Linked DNA regions of Sus scrofa: regions 2 and 3 are each linked to region 1. Evidence: chromatin contacts called from public HiChIP or PLAC-seq data. All regions are on one chromosome and are shown on one strand. Each heading gives the region's core, a stretch centred on a gene start, on an enhancer-like site or on the middle of the called end of the contact. The rest is flanking DNA. Distances are from core to core; before and after follow the strand shown.

The links. HiChIP or PLAC-seq counts read pairs in DNA pulled down with a chosen protein or histone mark.
Region 2: a contact with region 1 is called in an H3K27ac HiChIP or PLAC-seq map of alveolar macrophages. The contact joins the promoter of RAB35 here to the promoter of LOC102160475 in region 1. A contact is called at or near these places in 1 of 5 promoter capture datasets (liver), 2 of 47 Hi-C or Micro-C datasets (brain and embryonic fibroblasts) and 1 of 2 datasets of contacts at active chromatin or transcription factors (alveolar macrophages).
Region 3: an H3K27ac HiChIP or PLAC-seq map of alveolar macrophages shows a contact between it and region 1. The contact joins the promoter of ERP29 here to the promoter of LOC102160475 in region 1. A contact is called at or near these places in 1 of 5 promoter capture datasets (fetal liver) and 1 of 2 datasets of contacts at active chromatin or transcription factors (alveolar macrophages).

Annotation. Positions count from the first base shown.
Region 1 is chr14:39,884,261-39,887,340 of Sscrofa11.1, reverse strand. LOC102160475 (laforin-like) reads right to left here and starts at 1,435. Exons shown (of 3, transcript XM_021074221.1): 1 at 614-1,435. The coding sequence starts at 1,418. The coding sequence ends at 717. MAPKAPK5 (mitogen-activated protein kinase-activated protein kinase 5) reads left to right here and starts at 1,443. Exons shown (of 14, transcript NM_001143694.1): 1 at 1,443-1,597. The coding sequence starts at 1,562.
Region 2 is chr14:40,139,820-40,142,899 of Sscrofa11.1, reverse strand. It overlaps RAB35 (RAB35, member RAS oncogene family), which reads left to right and starts at 1,639. Exons shown (of 6, transcript NM_001243291.1): 1 at 1,639-1,818. The coding sequence starts at 1,767.
Region 3 is chr14:39,694,213-39,697,292 of Sscrofa11.1, reverse strand. ERP29 (endoplasmic reticulum resident protein 29) reads left to right here and starts at 1,545. Exons shown (of 3, transcript XM_003483432.3): 1 at 1,545-1,850. The coding sequence starts at 1,707. It overlaps TMEM116 (transmembrane protein 116), which reads right to left and starts at 1,554. Exons shown (of 12, transcript XM_021074212.1): 1 at 1,533-1,554.

The DNA of each region.
Region 1 (3,080 bases), core at 186-2,685:
ATCTATCAAGAGGTGATTAGGCAAAAACTCCTGCAAGGTCCTTTGACAGGTTATTGGTGTAACATAACGAGCACAAACCTTGGTTCCAATTTTGACTTCACTAGTTCTCAGCTGTTTGCAAGAGAGTTCCACTTACTTCATCTGTTACTTCATCTGTTATCTCATCTGTTAATAGGGTATAACAATATACTCACCTCAGGAGTTTCCACTGTGGCTCAGCAGGTTACAAACCCGTCTAGTATCCATGAGGATGCCAGTTTGATCCCTGGCCTCGCTCAGTGGGTTAAGGATCCTGAACTGTCACGAACTATGGTGTAGGTCGTGTAGGTCGCAGACACTGCTCAGATCTGGCGTTGCTGTGGCTGTGGTGTAGGCCAGAGGCTACAGTTCCTATTCGACCCCTACCTAGCCTGGGAACTTCCATGTGCCACAGAAGCGGCCCTAAAAAGCAAAAAATACATACATATTTTATATATTCCACATACATACACTTACCTCGAAGAGCCAAATGCCTACTTTATAAAGAATAAGGAAACTAATGGAAAAAAAAAGAGCTTCACGCAAAATGAAAGCCCTGTATACATAACTGTTATTGCTATATATCTGTTCTTACCTCAGGATTCTTCCGGAGGTTCAGTGTCTGACCTCTATCACAAGCCGATATCCTCTGCTTCTTCCGCAGCGTGTTTCTGCTACCATAAATCTAGACCACGACGTTAGGAAAAACACAGAAGGTGAGAAATGTCCCGCTGCCACTCGAATTGGGTGGTAAGGTCCAATAGCCCCGCCTGGTCTGGGGCCTTTGACGTCATCAGCACTGCGCCGTCGCTGCGGAGGGCCCGGGGGCCTGTCCTGAGTTTGGCGCCACCTTGGGGAGGCCTTGGCAGACGCCTGCAAGTCAACTGCGTGGTTCGGGGGCGACTCGGAAACCCCAGCGGACCGCGGCGAGGGGCGCGTGGAGCTGTGGGGGCACGAAGTCTGGCCGCAGGAAGGGCGGCCCGGAGTTCAAGTAGTGCACAGCGCCGGCAGGCGGGCGGCCGGCAGGGCTGCCCGGCGCGGGTGTCCCGGCGATGTGTGGCGCTGAAGCAGCAGCGGGAGCAGCGGCGGCGGCGGCGGCGGCGGCGGGGTCGGCCTCGGCTTCTCGGCGGTGCCGGCGGCGGAGGCGGAGGCGCAGGTTCCTCTTCAGGACCTGGCGAGCCCGGGCCTAAGCGGAGGCCCTTCGAGGCCCCAGCACAGCGCCCCGGATCGGGGCCCTCTCCGCCTCGCCCTGCCCCGGGAGCCTGCCTCCCCGGCCGGGGATGAGGCCGGGAGGCGGCCGCGTGGGGCCCAGCACAAAGGCTTCTTCCCGGGGGCCGCTGCCGCCGCCGCCGCCAGCCTAGAACCGCCCGCCGAGGCCGAGCCGGCGCCGGGGCCTTCATTCCTGCCGGTTCCTGGGGGCGGCTGCTGCCAGTCTTCCCGAGGCTCGGGGTCCGGAGCGCTGAGCTCCTTGTTCCCTCGGCTGCGGTGGGATCAGGCAGCTGCGCAGCCTCCGCTGCTCCCGGCCGTGCGGGCCTCGCGGAGCATGTCGGAGGAGAGCGACATGGAGAAAGCCATCAAGGTAAGGGGGAGATGCCCCCTTCCTCCCCCCTCTTTGCTCCTGTGGCATTCCTCTTGCCTCCAGCAGTAGAAAGAAGAGATAACTTGGAGAGATTGCAGCATCTCCCAGATTTAGATCTTCCCCGGATTTTTTGGACTGCATTTTACAGCACTGGGGCGAAGGGTTGCGCGCGCGTGTGTGTGTGTAGAGAGAGAGATTTCCGACTCCCTGCGGCGATTTATTTGCTTAAAACCGGCATGTGGCTAGTGCTTAGCTAGGATGGAAGTGAGTGGCGTGGAGATGCTTGACGTTTGTAGGATGGAGGGGGCCGTACTACTACTCTACTTTAGACTGCTGCCCAAGTGTCGTCAGAATTTGCGTCCAGATAATATGCAGCAACACTTGGAGAGTTGGACTTTACCCATCGCTGCAGATTTGTTTGAAATTTGCATTTTCAGAAGGAAAACCTGTTCTTTGGCGAAGAGGTTGTTCTCACTTTTCCGTGTGGCCTCTCCCCTTTTCAGTGGCTACAAAAGTCTTGAGGTAGGTGCAAGTCTTATGTGATCCAGGAACAACAAGGTGTCTTGGATGCAGTGGGTCAGTGTAGATTGTTAGAGACAAGTAATGGGAAGCCAAAGCACATAGGGCCTTGTAGGCCATTGTAAGAAGTTTAGCTTTGACTTTGAGTAAAAGAGGAAATCTGGGAGAGTTTTGAGCAGAAGACAGATATAGTTTTAGTGGGCAAGTATGTAAAGGGGGAGGCAGTTTTACTTAGTGGTTGTAAAAGTTTCTCCAGGTTGACTCATGAGTTGAAATCTTAGCCTGGCCGTTCATTTAACTGTGTCCTGGAATAAGTCACTTTACTTCTCTGTCCCTTGTTTCCTCATCCAAAGAAAGAGGATTAAAAAAAGCCCCAAAAACAGAAACTATTTCCTATCTACAGGGAGCTATATTTTGCCACTTGTGATGGAACATGATGAAGGATAATGTGAAAAAAAGAATGTGTGTGTGTATGACTGGGTCACTTTGCTATATAGCAGAAATTGACAGAACATTGTAAATCAACTATAATAAGAAATTAGGAAACAAGAAATGAAAAGATACCAAACATTTAAAAATGTTAAAAAAAAACAACTTTCTCCAGCTCAGAGCTTTTTTGTTTTTTTTGGGTTTTTTTGAGAATTTAATAAGCACACATATCTGAAAGTGCTTTCAATACCTAACATTTAGTAAGAACTCAGTGAATATTAGCCCATAGTAACTTAAGAATGGTTTAGAAAGAGTTGCAGTTTTCTTCAGTCATTATTATCCAAGCTAATTTTCTTAAAAACATTTTTTTTCTTCTCTTCATGTACTAATTAACAAGCCATTGGTGAATCTTCCTACTAATTTGGGTATGTACAACCAATACAAATTAGTGGAGTTTAAAATATTTGCTCTAACAAACAGTACTGACTAGGATATACTTCCATGGAAGTAAGCCAGCATCACATCAAATAAAAGT
Region 2 (3,080 bases), core at 390-2,889, 260 kb before region 1:
CACATTTTTTTTTTTTGTCTTTTTATTTGAGGGCTGCATCCGCAGCAGCATATGGAGGTTCCCAGGCTAGGGATCAAATCGGAGCTTTGGCTGCCTGGCAAAACCACAGCCACAGCAACATCAGATCCAAGCTGAGTCCTACACCACAGCTCACCGCAACACCGGATCATTAACCCACTGAGCGAGGCCAGGGATCGAACCCTCTTCCTCATGGATACTAGTTGGATTTGTTACCACTGACACAATGGGAACTCCAGTATCACCATATATATATGATGGAGTGTCATACCCATGCAGCTGTGATGACAGAAGGCCCAAGTATGTTGTTAAAGAGAAAAAGCAATTTAAGTGTATGCACAGGCAAAGGAAATTAATTGAAGGACATTTATTCATTCAACAAATATTTGTTAAACTTAAAACATTTAACTTTTAATAAATTTATTAACAGGGTTTGTTTACATGTGAGGAATGGGTCTGAGGGAAAAGCAGTAATTTGTACTTTTTGGTAACCTTCTGTATATATTTAAAAACCAAGAGAATTACTTTGTATAAAGTCAAGGTAAAAGGAAGTTTGAGAAAGCAAGTAGAAATATATAAAAGGTACTTCACTAGAAAGTGAGAGGGACATACAGAACTTGTAACAAATTTTTTTCTCTTCAGTTCTGTAAATGAGGATGGCAAGAGGCGCATTCTACTTTTAGTGCAGGTGGGAACTTACTCTACAACCGGAAAAAAACTGGGTCTGATGATAAACCGAATACCGCTTAACTTCTGCAACCCAGGTCTTCCTACCACGTGATTTGGAAAAGTGGTGTATCTGTAGATGGTGTGAAATTGAAGCTGCAGGAGCTGCTGCTGTCGATCTGCGGGGTTCGTCACCTCCCAGGCTCAACGTCATGTTGGACAGGACCCTGAATCTGGTATCACCCACCCCGTTTTATCAACAAGGCAACTCAAGCTCCAATAGGTCTCTGGGCTAGGATGGGACTTCTCCCCAGCACTGACGTCAAAGCCATACACCTAACACGTTACTCCCCAGCGGGCGACTCCGGTCCTGTACACACCGCAGCCTCCAGCCGCCTCGGCGTCCTGTCCATAGGCTCGGGAGACGGTAGGGGGCCGGAGCTAGCACCCCGGAGGCGGCGTCCACGCAGAAGGGGGCGGAGTGTCCGAGTCCCCAGCCCCGAGAAACCGGGAGCTCGGCGTAAGCCCCGCCCCAGCGGTCACTGCCAGTCTTTTCCTCTCCGCAGCGCTTGCGGGTCTTGAAGATGAAGGAGCGGGTCTTTTCCGGGCCACGGCCGGACTTCTTCCTCATTCTAGGCTTCTTCCAATTAGGGTTCCACCGCAGCTCTGCTCTCCGAACCCTCCAGGCCGCGGGCTGCGGGCTGCGGGCGGCGGCGGCTGCTGTGATCGGCGAAAAGACGCAGGAAAGGCCAGCCCTCGCCCGCGGGACTCTGCCTGGGCGCACGCGCAGTGCGTGAGCGCGGAGAGGGCGCGGCTGGCTGCGGCCGCGGCTGCGCAGAGGCGGGGACAGGCGCTGCGCCTGCGCAGTGGCGGGGCGGGGCGGGAAGGAGGGAGGCGGTGGCAGCGGCGGCGGCTGCTGAAGAGGAGGAGGAGGAGGAGGGGGAGCGGAGGGAGGTGTTTCTGTCAGTTCCGGCTGTTTGTTCGGGAAGTGGATCCGCCGCTGCCGGAGCAGCCCGGAGGGAGCTGCGGATCGCGAGGCCAGCACCGACCCCGCCCGCCCGCGCGCGCCTCCCCCGCCCGCCATGGCCCGGGACTACGACCACCTCTTCAAGCTGCTCATCATCGGCGACAGCGGTAAGGGCCGCGGCGGCCGGAGGCGGCGTGGGCCCTGCCGGGCGCGGCCCGCAGGGGCCTCGGGGCGGGCAGACTGGCGGGGAGGTGCCGGCCCGCGCGGGGCGGGTGGGGCAGCCGGCGGCTGCAGGGGCGCGCGGAGGGGCTCGGGGCGGCTCCGAGGTGAGGCTGGGGCGCGGGGATACGGAGCCGAGGGGCCGGGTGCGCGGGGCTCGGGGCTGGGCTCCCGGTCCACTGGTCGCGCCGGCCCCTGCCTCACGTGTGACCTTGGTCAAGTCGCGCGGTGTCTGGAGTTGGAGGGACCCAGGTTCGAGTCTCGGGACTACTAGCTTCCTCATTCTGACCTTGGGCGAATTGTTTCGCCTTTCCGAGCCTCAGTTTCCTCATCTGAGAATTGGGGACTTGCCTCGTAGGGTGGTGTGAGTATTGGATGAGATAAAGCTGGAAAAGTGCTTAACACTCGACCTGGTGGAGTGAGCTAGCTCTAGGTAGATGTTAGCAATCGATGTGGTTATCAGTAGCCTTTGGAAGCTTCAGTTTCATCCTCTGTAAAATGGGGATATTCCCAGAACCTTCCTCATGAGATTCCTGTGAGGTTTAAATGAAGTAAGACAGGTAAAGCACTTCACTCAAGGACTGGCACATTCCTGCTGAATTATTATCTCTGTATGCTTCCGTTTCCTCATCTGTAAAAATGAAATAGTAGTACGATCTGCCTCACTGAGCTGATTGAGTATTCAGTGAGATATTGCACACACTATGTTGGGAAAAGTGTCTGACACATAGTGAGTTCTTAGTATATGTTTGCTGTTACGTATTGTACACTAGATGCTAGACAGATATTGGAGGTGGGTCTGCCAACATTACAAAAGTGCTTTGACCGTTTATACACTCCTAGAGAGCTTGGGGCAGTGCTCACTCTCCAGTGGCTAGTGCAGTGCCTGGCACCCAGTAGGTGCCTAATATATATTTGTCGAATGAATGAATGAATGAATATCAAGTACCCTCGGAAAAGCTAGTCTGGTTTCTGAGAAAGGGTGGAGGGTTTTTAGAGGTGTTTGGAGTGCGGCAGGTAAGCAGGTTTATTAAAGGGGTGACCAAGAGGTCAGGGAAGCAGGCCCCAGGAGGTTTCTGGGAGCGTAGCTGAGGCCCTGGGACTTTATGATGGGGAAGGAGGCTTGGGAAAGTGCCAAGTTTATAGACCAGACTTGAGTTGAATGTGGGCATCGAGGTCATGTGACTGGAGGCAGAGGCCAGGTTGGTGG
Region 3 (3,080 bases), core at 296-2,795, 190 kb after region 1:
TTCAAGATTTTTTCCTACTTGGGCTTAAAACTGTCTTACTACCTACTGTTTTGAGAACTCCCTCAAGCCAAGCTGATCATTCCCCCAAAGTATCATGATGATTTCCACTTCTGCTCCTTTTTACTTGTTCTCCACCCAAAACGATCTTCTTTCCAAGGCTTAACTCCATTTCCACCTTCATGAAGCCTTCTTTAACCATCTTAGCTCACAGTGATTATCCCCTCCTCTAACTTCTATCATTTGTCTATGTGTCTTACTTTAATAATTTATTAGTGCAAACTCCAATAAATTTTTCTGAACCTCTCTAAAGCACATTTACTAGACACATGTAATGGTTTACTTGGTGCTAAATTCCTTATAAAGTATTACACAATTTATTCCCTTCTTTTCACATCCATCTTCTTTATTCCCAAGTAACAGCAAATCTAAAGTCATTCTTCTGGTTAAAACCTCTGATGGCTCCAAACCCTTTCGCTTGATGAGACCCTTCACCACGTGCCTCAGTTCATTCACAGATTCATCATGTCCCCCCCCCCTTATTAGAACCATCATCTGCTATTTGCCTTGTAAGTAAACACCTCCTCTTCTTTCTAGATCCAGCTCAAAAGTCACCTCCTGTCTATTACTTTCCCTAACACTACTGAGCGGGACTGACTGAATTACCATTTATGCTTTCATGAGCCTGTAATACAGTCTTATTTTCTACCAATTACACTGTAACGTTTCTATTACTATTTCCATGACTCCTCCTGCCCCACCACTGAGTTCGTTCAGTACAGAGTTCGGTCTCATTCATCTCCATTCTGCATTCCTGCAAGCAAACCTGGGATCTAGTATAAACTATATGCTGAACAAACACCTGTTCAACAGAATTATTAGGACTTTAAAAATAAGGGAAGCCTATTTTTATGAGCCTGGAGCCTCCCTGGTGAAGCACGCACCACAGAGTAAGCCTCATATAGGGCTGGTCAGGGGTAGGGGAGGCCCTGACAGCCAAACTGACAAGAGCCTCGTCTCACACACCAGCTCAGCTACCGCCTAAGGGTGGGAGCCGAATACGACTGAATGAACATAATATCGTGCCAACTAAGAGGCAGTAGCACAGTCAGACGGCCTGACAGACTAACCAAAGGTAGTAGCACATCCCAACCAAAGGCAAGAAGAAATGCTGGCCGGCTTCGTCATCTTCGAAGAGAAGGAAAGACGCGACCCAAGGGCCATAAAAACGCCGAGCACGCGCTTCGCGCCACTCCTCTGGCGGAGGATGACGGGAAAGGGGCAGGCCAGCTGAAAGCCTCGCAGAGAGCGCGTGCGCGGCAGTCCTTCCGCCCCCTCCTCCTCCGCCCCCTCCTCCTCCCTCCCCTCCTCCTCCGCCCCCTCCCCCACACGCCCCCTCCTCCTCCGGCCCCTCCCCCACACGCCCCCTCCTCCTCCGGCCCCTCCCCCACACGCCCCACACTATCAACCCCCTCCCCGCCACTTGGCCCCGCCCAATCACCCTAGGCCCCAGCTGGCTTTCGCCGAGTACGCACGCGCAGCAGCTCCATTTCCCCCCTCTCCCCTCACGAGGCCCCACCCTCTCACCCTAGGCCGCCGAGAGCCTGCCGGCTAGTACACGTACGCGCGCCGGAGTCGGCCCTCCTAGACACGTGACTCCCGACTCCACGCTTCCTCTGCTTCAGCAGCTACTGCCAGAATAAGGCGTTATGGCTTCCGCCATTCCCCACGCTGCTTGTCTCTCTCCACTCTTTCCCCTTCTCCTGTTCCTCCTGTTTCTCTCTGCTCCGCAAGGCGGCAGCGGCCTGCACACCAAGGGCGCCCTTCCCCTGGATACAATTACTTTCTACAAGGTAACGCGGCGGGGGACATCGCGCGCAGGTGCAGCCAGAGCTCCTAGGGCAGCGCCCACCCGTGGGGGACGCTGGGTACAGCTAGCTGGCGGGAGGTGGTCTGTAGCAATGATCTCGTGGGTTCCCACCGCCTTGCAGGGCTGGTGGACTTTGGGCCGAGGCCGTATCTTGGCCTTGGAGCATGCATGATCCATGGTCACCACGCACCTTTGCCTTTGCAATATTTATACTTGCTTCCTCCTTTGCAAAAGAACTGCAGAAATGGAGCTGAGGGAGCAGGGTGCCCCTTCCCATCACCTGTGGGAAGAGGGAGGTGCCAGGTGAGCCCAATCCTCGGGTCCAAAGTAGAGAAACCTGGAGGGCAGTTCGAAGCGGACGCCACTGTGTTGGGCAGGGGTGGAAACCCTGCTTGTTAACCTGCACTTCAGCGCCCCTCTTTCCTTGGCATGGATTTCAGCCACTGTCCAGATATTCTGCCTCTCCATAAAAAGTGCAAGCTTTGAGAATAAGCTTCAGTTCAACCACTCTGTAGTGAATGTCTTGGGCCTGGTGGCAAAATCGGGTCAAGACTTGGAAGGATTAGCTACAATCCCCACCTCCGTATTCACAGAATTGGGGTCCTGGCCTCGGTACGTGGAAGGTGGAAATATGGAAAGCTGAATGCAGTCCCAGTCCCCTGATCTTTCACCTTTCTTCACCCACTGGCACCTTAACTTCACCTGTGAGACGGGCGAGCTAAGTGTTGAGAGAGAACCAGGCGTTTTATTTTAGTCCATGCTCATTGCTGGGAAGTGAAACCAAGAAGTATCTATCTATCTCAAGTGATTGAACTCTTCCCCTTTTCGAAAGGGTTCCTGTTCCTGAAGTTGGTACCTGTGACTCATTCAAGGCAAATTTTCAAGAATGTAAAAGTGTAGGTGTATGGAGTTGCCATTGTGGCTCAGCGATAATGAACCCAACTAGTGCCCAGAGGATGTGGGTTCGATCCCTGGCCTCGCTCAGTGGGGTAAGGATCCAGTGCTGCCAGTGAGCTCTGGTGTCGTGATATCTGGTGTTGTTGCGGCTGTGGCGTAGGCCGGCAGCTGCAGCTCCAGCTCCAATTCCACCCCTAGTCTGGGAACCTCCGTATGCCGCATTGCGGTCCTAAAAAGAAAAAAAAAAAAAGTGTAGGTTGGCTGGCTGGTTGTCAGGCACACGCCACAGCAGAGCCCTTTGGAGGTCTTTATTGGC